Linked DNA regions of Hermetia illucens: region 2 is linked to region 1. The links are chromatin contacts, called in public Hi-C maps. All regions are on one chromosome and are shown on one strand. Each heading gives the region's core, a stretch centred on a gene start, on an enhancer-like site or on the middle of the called end of the contact. The rest is flanking DNA. Distances are from core to core; before and after follow the strand shown. Region 1 holds the start of LOC119656642 (protein virilizer). Region 2 holds the start of LOC119658025 (E3 ubiquitin-protein ligase znrf2).

Region 1 (3,689 bases), core at 461-2,960:
CGATGGCGTAAGCCAGGACGCCATACAGCTTTTAGGGATATCGAATTGACCTCGGCCCAAAGCCGGGATGTCTGGGAGTTCCTTATTAAGGCAGGCCTAGACCGGATACCGGTTGTTGTGCCGTTGATGATGATGATGATAGGACTTTTGTAAAGAAATGAGGTCTTCGTCGAGGATGTTCCTCTGGGTGTATACAGTCTTGATTCACAGACGCTGAGCAAGATGTACAATAGAACGTAGCTTAATAGGTTTCAAAGAACTGCGTGAGGTTCTGCAGTGCTGCCTGGCAAATGCTTTCAATGTACTTCTACATCTTTCCCTCGACCTCAACATTCAACACGCTGTAGCGAGCAGTGCTGTCAGACAAAAGAAGTCCGGATGCTGGACATCGAAGCCTTACGGCCATAATTACATCCTATACGAAATACCTAGGGGACCCTGGACGCAACGGACGACGCTATACGAGGAACTTTACTGTGGACATTTCAACCAGGGCAGAGTGGAAAACCGGGAACGTGTTGCAAGTAGAATTTTTCCTTCAACAACGGATCAAAGATGATCCGAGGAGTCGGTGCGGGGTTTTCTTCGATACACACAGCCTAGTCGATTCGTACGGTCTCCCAGGATTCGCCAGTGTATTGCCAGCGTAATATAGCTACTCTCATCGACAGCCAAGCGCCCATTAAAGCTTTGTACTCCAGGCAGTACAGGGATCCGATGTCTGTCTGGGCCGCGCACTCAAAGTCACCTTCCCATGCGTTTTCGGTCATAAGAACATGTGCCGACGGGACACTGAGCTGAGTTGCATTTGCGGACGGAGTTTTACGGCCCATTTAAGTCTTCAGCGATGTCTTGACCCTCTTAGTTGACTGCGATGATTCTTAATTTTATGAGCGATTACAAATGTACAATGACTGAAATGTTGAAGCCGGAATCCTACCTAACATCGATTCCCATAACGGATTGGATGGTGGCAGTAAGGTAAGTATTCGAAGCGTGTTTGTTTCAGTAAGGGTGGCTGTGCCTTGGTTTCGAACAATGTTTAACACTGCAAGGATTCGCTAAGAGATTATCGCTTCACAATCTGTCGGTGTGTCGTCAACTAGAAATGACCGCGCGTAGGAATAGTATTTATTCGCCGATTGTTGGCCACATTGGGAAGGAAGTGGATCGAGGTAAAAACTCATTTCCGCGAAGTATGCCTTGGATACAAAGTGGATAAAAATGTAACTCTTGCATAAATAGTTCAAATGTAAACAATTTCGTTTTGTTTATGTTGACACGTCTTATCTTTGACACCACCAGACCCGAATCGAACGCAAATTCACCTTTAATTTCAACAAGAACGAACACTTCGTCTTATTTCGTAGTTTCACACTTGAACCGTGTATAAAGTTTTTTTCAGGCAAATAATGCAAACTAGTATTCTATGCTCGAATATCGGTAGCGCCGCTGGAAGTTATGCATCTGACCGGGATTTTTGAGGTTACAAATGTTCGGTTTGGTCCTAAGAACGGAACCAACTTGGAAATCAATAAAACAGAGAGATCTCTGCTGTCTACACAACCAAACTAGTACATACCTCGTGTATTTCATGCGAAAATGTATCGAAAAACAGCAATTCCACCAAATCGTCCGCATCAGCCATTTCCACTTCTGTTTGACAAGTTGACGTTTGAAAACTGACGAAAGTGTGGCCATGTCCCTTCTCAAGTCGGGTGATACAACTGGTATAATCAGCTGATCGTAAATGTCACTGCATTTTTCTTCTGAAATTGGTACGAATTGTTTCCTTCCCCAACTTGAAAAGTCATTCTCATACGTCAACGTCAAATCAACAAAAGAATTGTACAGACTGTCACAGGCTCGGGATGTGCGGTAGCTCCTTTTCTGTTTTGTATTCTATTAATTGACTTAAACCGTACGAACTGATGCAATCTTAATTGAATTATCAACCCCGTAACGGTGGTTGCAATTGTCCGTTCCGTCGGCGCTGGCGTTCGCGAACAAAATCCGTGCAATTTGTGCGAAAATTCAATTCCTTCCGCGAATGCAAAATCGTTGTCCTCCGCCAAACGAATTTCATTTCCGATTTAATTCTGTTGCGGAATCAGTGGAGGAAAACTAAGCGAATCCGTGAAAATGAATGAACCTTTGTCCGTGTCGACTTCATCCTCAAGTGATCTCACAACGACAAGTTCCTCGGATTATGCGGAAGTTTTTGATTTGCACGAATGTGCAACGACGGGCGTTGATGTCGACAATTATTTCTCGGACGTGCTAATCGATCAATACGCGCAGGATGTGGTGGACTTCAGTTCGCAGTACGGTAGCGATTACAGTATTTCCTATACGGCGCTAAACATAACGGGGAGGCCTTGCAAGTACCCAGACTACGGGGACTTTCCCGAGACGTTTGCTATGGTAAGTGGCAAGGTTGAGGGTCCTCCCTCTATTGATTTTGTGGTGGTTGGCGCTGTGTCGTTGCGTGGAATGTTTACGTTTCGTGGACAATTGTTTGTGTGTACACGACAATGTAGGGCAAAGTTGTATTCTAGTTTTCGAGGGCGAATTACGCCTCGGACTAGGTTGGCGTCGGCTATTTGGAGGACTTGCTTCCGCGACAACGGGAGGAGGAGTCGCCTCAAAGTAGAATTGTTCATTGTTTATGCAATTACAGTACATTTGTGTGGCTTTAGAGCTTTGTAAGGATTTTTGGTATTGGTTTTGCTTCTGTGATTTACAACCTACGTTAAATGTTACATTGAGGGAAAGGCAAGCAATTAAGTCTGCCAGCAGCAATAATTCCAATTAGGCATTTAGGTTTAATCCTAGCTGAAGCATAGCCCTCCCAGGCTTTCTCGGAGTGCCTTTAATCATCTCGCTTTTATCCGGCTAAATGCAGGGTGGTGCAAAAGTCCGTCATAAAATGATCGGAATGAAAAGTCAATTTAGGAAATTTTGTGACCCCTTATTAATTTTCTTGTATCTGCCAGCCTCTGTTTATTTTTTTAGTAAAGAAAAGATATTTGTTTTTTTAATGGCAATGCTCTAAAAAATACTATTGCATAAGAATTCTCAAGATACCGATGAGATTCAGATACTCTCTAAAAAGGGAATTCGAAACGGACATTTTGTAGTGTCCCGTGACGAGCGGATGAGAGCTTATTTTCTTGTATGCTGCATATTTCCTTTTTTCCTACTTAACTCGCTTCAACACCTCCTTTTAACTTCCACAGAAACCTCAAATTCATTTAAAGATTTCAAAGTTAATACGGAAAATTTCTAACATTTCCAAAACGATCATTAACTTTTTTTGTTGCTGTTTACACAAACATCGAACCATATAGCATATTACTAAATGCATTCGTAACGCTTGTTTTTGGCTAGAGGGGCGTGATGGAAATTGTCTTTTGGAGAGAGAGGTTGGTTAGATTGAGTGCTCGCAATTTTGAGTGAAGAGTCCCTGGAATTGAAAAATAATGTGACAAAGATGCTACATAAGAAGTTCTGATTACATGTTTTACGAGTAGATGCAATGCTGTCGGTGGTGGGATAATGGCTCAGCCAAAGAAGGAATGCTCGTGTTCGAAACGTGCTAAGTGAACACTTGAGATTTGGTTTTACGAAGTTGCCTATCAAATTGTTCTTGCTGGGTAAAAAAACTTTTGGATTATCATTCCTCATTG
Region 2 (3,689 bases), core at 863-3,362, 290 kb after region 1:
ATAATAGCAAAAGATTTCCTCGAAAGTGCACATTTTGCAACGGTTTCTCGCTCCACTTTCCCGACGAAACCATTACTCTGCTTGCCTAAACGCTCACAGCTGTTAACGTAATAAAACCTGCATATGAATGGCATTCAAAGGACGATATCACTACTTACCATTAAGAGACCATATATGAGAAGGCAATGATGTGGCGGTGTAGACTCGTCCTAGTGCAAGAGCACCAGCTGCAGCCGCAGCATTGGCAGCTGCTGCCGCCGCAGCGGCATTTCCCACAGCCTGACTACTCTCGTCACCAGCTAGGATTCCGTCCTCAGCCCCCATCATAATCGAATGTTCCCCGTACATTTGGCCGGCCACCGCAGCGGAACTTTGTTGCATCGGTATCCCTTCGCTTGCATGATTTCCGTGATGTGAATGATGATGGCTGTTATTATTGTTATTGGCCGCCTGCAAGTCAGGAACAGAGGATAGGCTTCGAGCGCGCTGTCTGTCGTTCTGTTGGACGTGCACGCCGGGCAGAGCACGCAACAAATTGAAGCCGGGGGCCGTACCGGCCGACACAACGTCCGTACTCGAACTGGTGGAGAAGGTTCGTGTTCGGGGACTCTGGTGTCCGCTGTTTGCTGTACTGGCTTTCGCACCCATTCTGCGCTTCTGCCGCCTCTACGGTCCTCGGGACGCTTCGCGATGAAATGTTCAATAAAAAACAACTTCCAAAGACACCTCGTCAATGGAAACAAACACGGAAGAACAGCTGTAGAAGTTATTGCTAAAAATCGATTGCGCTCTCTCTGCAAATGGTCGGATACTATGCGCGCTGGCCTGCTCGGGAGAATGAGTGCAGGTTTGAGAGCTGCCTTAGATCGTCCCAGCTGTCTCGGTTCTGAGCAGGCTCCAGACTTCCAATGAAAACACAATAAACGACACTCGGATCTCTTTCTCCTCTGATTGCTCCTGTATGACGGATTACGGGGTGAAATAAAAGGCCCAAAACGACGAAGCAAAGTCTCGTTAAATCACAATAAACGGCTGCCGCGAAACGGCAAGGGAGCACCCGCGACGACCCCAATAAAGGGCATCCACGACATACTTGCACCGCGCGGTACCGAGTACCGTCGCAATGCCTCCAATACAAATTGCGACACTCAGCCCGAAACGACTCTGACGCAACGACACTGATCTGCGTATCGCTCCACAAATTGCCAATTATTGTTGTTCAAGCGAGCAATGACTGGCATATTATTCAACGGCAACCAGAGCAGCTTGCACTGGGGGATTTTATCGTAGGCGCAAACAATTTGGAGGGCACACTGATAACGAGGGGCTGCTGCGTATACGTTCCACTTATCAATTTTCACGACTCACGGGGTGCACTACGCGGTGGTCCGAGGAAGCAGCTGAGCCCAGAAACTCTTGGACAACCGAGTCTCGGCGAGCGGAGTTTTCCCAAAACACTTTTCTGACACTCTGACAGGCCTACGACCCCACGGAAGTGCGACTTTCGCACTGTCCCCTGTCCTGTTGTTGTCACTGTCACTCCGACGAACGACACTTTCCCGCAACCTCTGCGCCCGGGCGACTGTCCAACCCTCCTGTCTCGGCCCAGGGATGATGTTTTGTTATCTAATTTCGCTGAAATGCTCACGATACAACCCCACTGCGATTCACAATTATCACTTCCATCGTCTCACTTTGCACTGGTCGGCGACGTCGCCTTTGTTGCCGGCGGCGCTATTGCTGTCGCTCCGCCACTAATTACACTCTTTTCGGTTTGTTTTGACAATTCCAAACGGCCACGGTGCGGCTGCAATTTGTTTATCGTTGTTTTTCGCCGAGCTCCTCTGGGCAACGATGTTTGCCCGTCGAATCGGTTGAGACACTCGAGCAACTTCCCTTCGACCCGGTGGGAGACTACAAGACGAGAAATGTATAATTTACACAACACGGATAAGACGCACACATGCACACGCTTCCGCAACAATCAATGCGTAAGAACATGGAATTTTTGCGAGGGTGGTAGGAAAATATTGGTTTGCTGGTGACGAAGGAAAGTTCAAACTCGCAAGTCGTGAATGCGCCGATGGCCCGATATCCGAGGTGACAGCTCTTTGACAGTGGACAAATGTTTGGGAAAGGCATTGAACTGTTGCCGGCGAAGGGAAATTCCTATGAGGGCTCGAAAGGGCAAGGGATATTTGCGTGACGGTTGACCGTTGAGTTTAATAGTGGGTAAGAAATCGATTTTAGTGCATCTTATCCATTTTTTTCAGTATAGACAGACAAAAATACTACCAAATGAAACTCCATTATTATTCATATGAGATTATGATTTATATATTCAATAATAAAGCAAGCAGCTATCGTCTCGGGGCGTGCAATTTGAATTTCATCTACGCGAAAGCATACAGTTTAGTGTTTGTTACTTTTTACTTTTTTAGTAGTCAATCAGCTTTTAACAGACATGGGCATTGGACAGGGGCCAGTTTCCTGGAGAAGAGCCACTACACCATATATTATAGTGGCCATCCAGTAAATCATGTGCTCGGAGTAGGTATCTTAGTCAACCAAAAAAAATAAATCTGCTTTTATCGGCTTTGAAAACATAAGCGATTGCGAGCCAAATTTAGAAATAAGCTCAATAAACGCCCGCTTCCCTACAGAGGAGACTGCAGAGTCGGAGAAGGATATCTTCTACGAGGCAGTTGAGCGGACCCTTGAGGCCTGTCCCAAGTATGATATCAAAATCATACTTGGAGATTTTAACAGTCAAGTAGGGACAGAGCCCGTATTCAGGCGATACGTTCGCTCCCATAACTTACATAAGGATACCAATGATAACTGACTGCGAATTATTCAGTTAGCAGTATCGCACGAAACGGTTGTTGGAAGTACCTGATTTGCGCGGAAAGCGGTCCACAAACATACGTGGGCCTCTCCAAACGGGATCACCTTCAACCAAATTGACCATGTGTTGATCGAACGCCGCCAACTCTTAGCCTTGATGAATGGGAGAACACATAGGAGGGCCAATATAGACACGGATCACTATCTCGCTAGCATGGTGCTCCGGGCTCAAATAACAACGCCACCCAGAATCCCCTCTGACAATCAGGTGAAAGTGAATACTTTAGCACAGCAAAGCCCTCCGTAACACCTATAAAGGAGGGATGGATCCCGCAATAACCGCAGATAACAAATGTCCTGAAGATGAAACATCAACAAAAGATCTTTACAATCACCTGAAGAGTGTTATCATTGATACCGTCAGAAAGATACTTGGCCCCAATCGCAAGAAAAGTCGGAACGGCTGGTTAGACGATGAATTTAAGCTAACAACGGAATGGACGAATACTGCATACCGAGTAATATACCATTCTCAAAGAACGTGGGTAAGCGAAGAGACCTATTACAACTGAATCCAGCGAAAATGCGACTTCACAAAAAAGGAAGACTAGGAAAACCAACAGATCTGTGAACTAGAAAAGTACAGGGACCAACCGTACCAGGTGCGGAAGTTTTACCAACAAATCAGCAGGATGAAACCTTATACACCTTGATGCTCATCCTGGCGAGATAAAAAAGGAAATTTGATTTCCGACAGAATGGGCAGACTGGAGCGATGAGTTATGTATTTTTATGACCTGCTCAACAACTAAAATATCGGCGAGTTGGACGTCTCGCCAACT

Evidence for each region. Hi-C and Micro-C count contacts between places; a contact is called where the count stands out from the background.
Region 2: a Hi-C map of an unstated tissue shows a contact between it and region 1, with 5 times the contacts expected there. The contact joins the promoter of LOC119658025 here to the promoter of LOC119656642 in region 1. A contact is called at or near these places in 2 of 2 Hi-C or Micro-C datasets (an unstated tissue and whole body).

Annotation. Positions count from the first base shown.
Region 1 is chr5:24,766,063-24,769,751 of iHerIll2.2.curated.20191125, forward strand. It overlaps LOC119656642 (protein virilizer), which reads right to left and starts at 1,711. Exons shown (of 5, transcript XM_038063090.1): 1 at 1,583-1,711. The coding sequence starts at 1,648. It overlaps LOC119656643 (F-box/LRR-repeat protein 4), which reads left to right and starts at 1,830. Exons shown (of 11, transcript XM_038063091.1): 1 at 1,830-2,424. The coding sequence starts at 2,143.
Region 2 is chr5:25,054,736-25,058,424 of iHerIll2.2.curated.20191125, forward strand. LOC119658025 (E3 ubiquitin-protein ligase znrf2) reads right to left here and starts at 2,113. Exons shown (of 4, transcript XM_038065257.1): 1 at 159-2,113. The coding sequence starts at 648.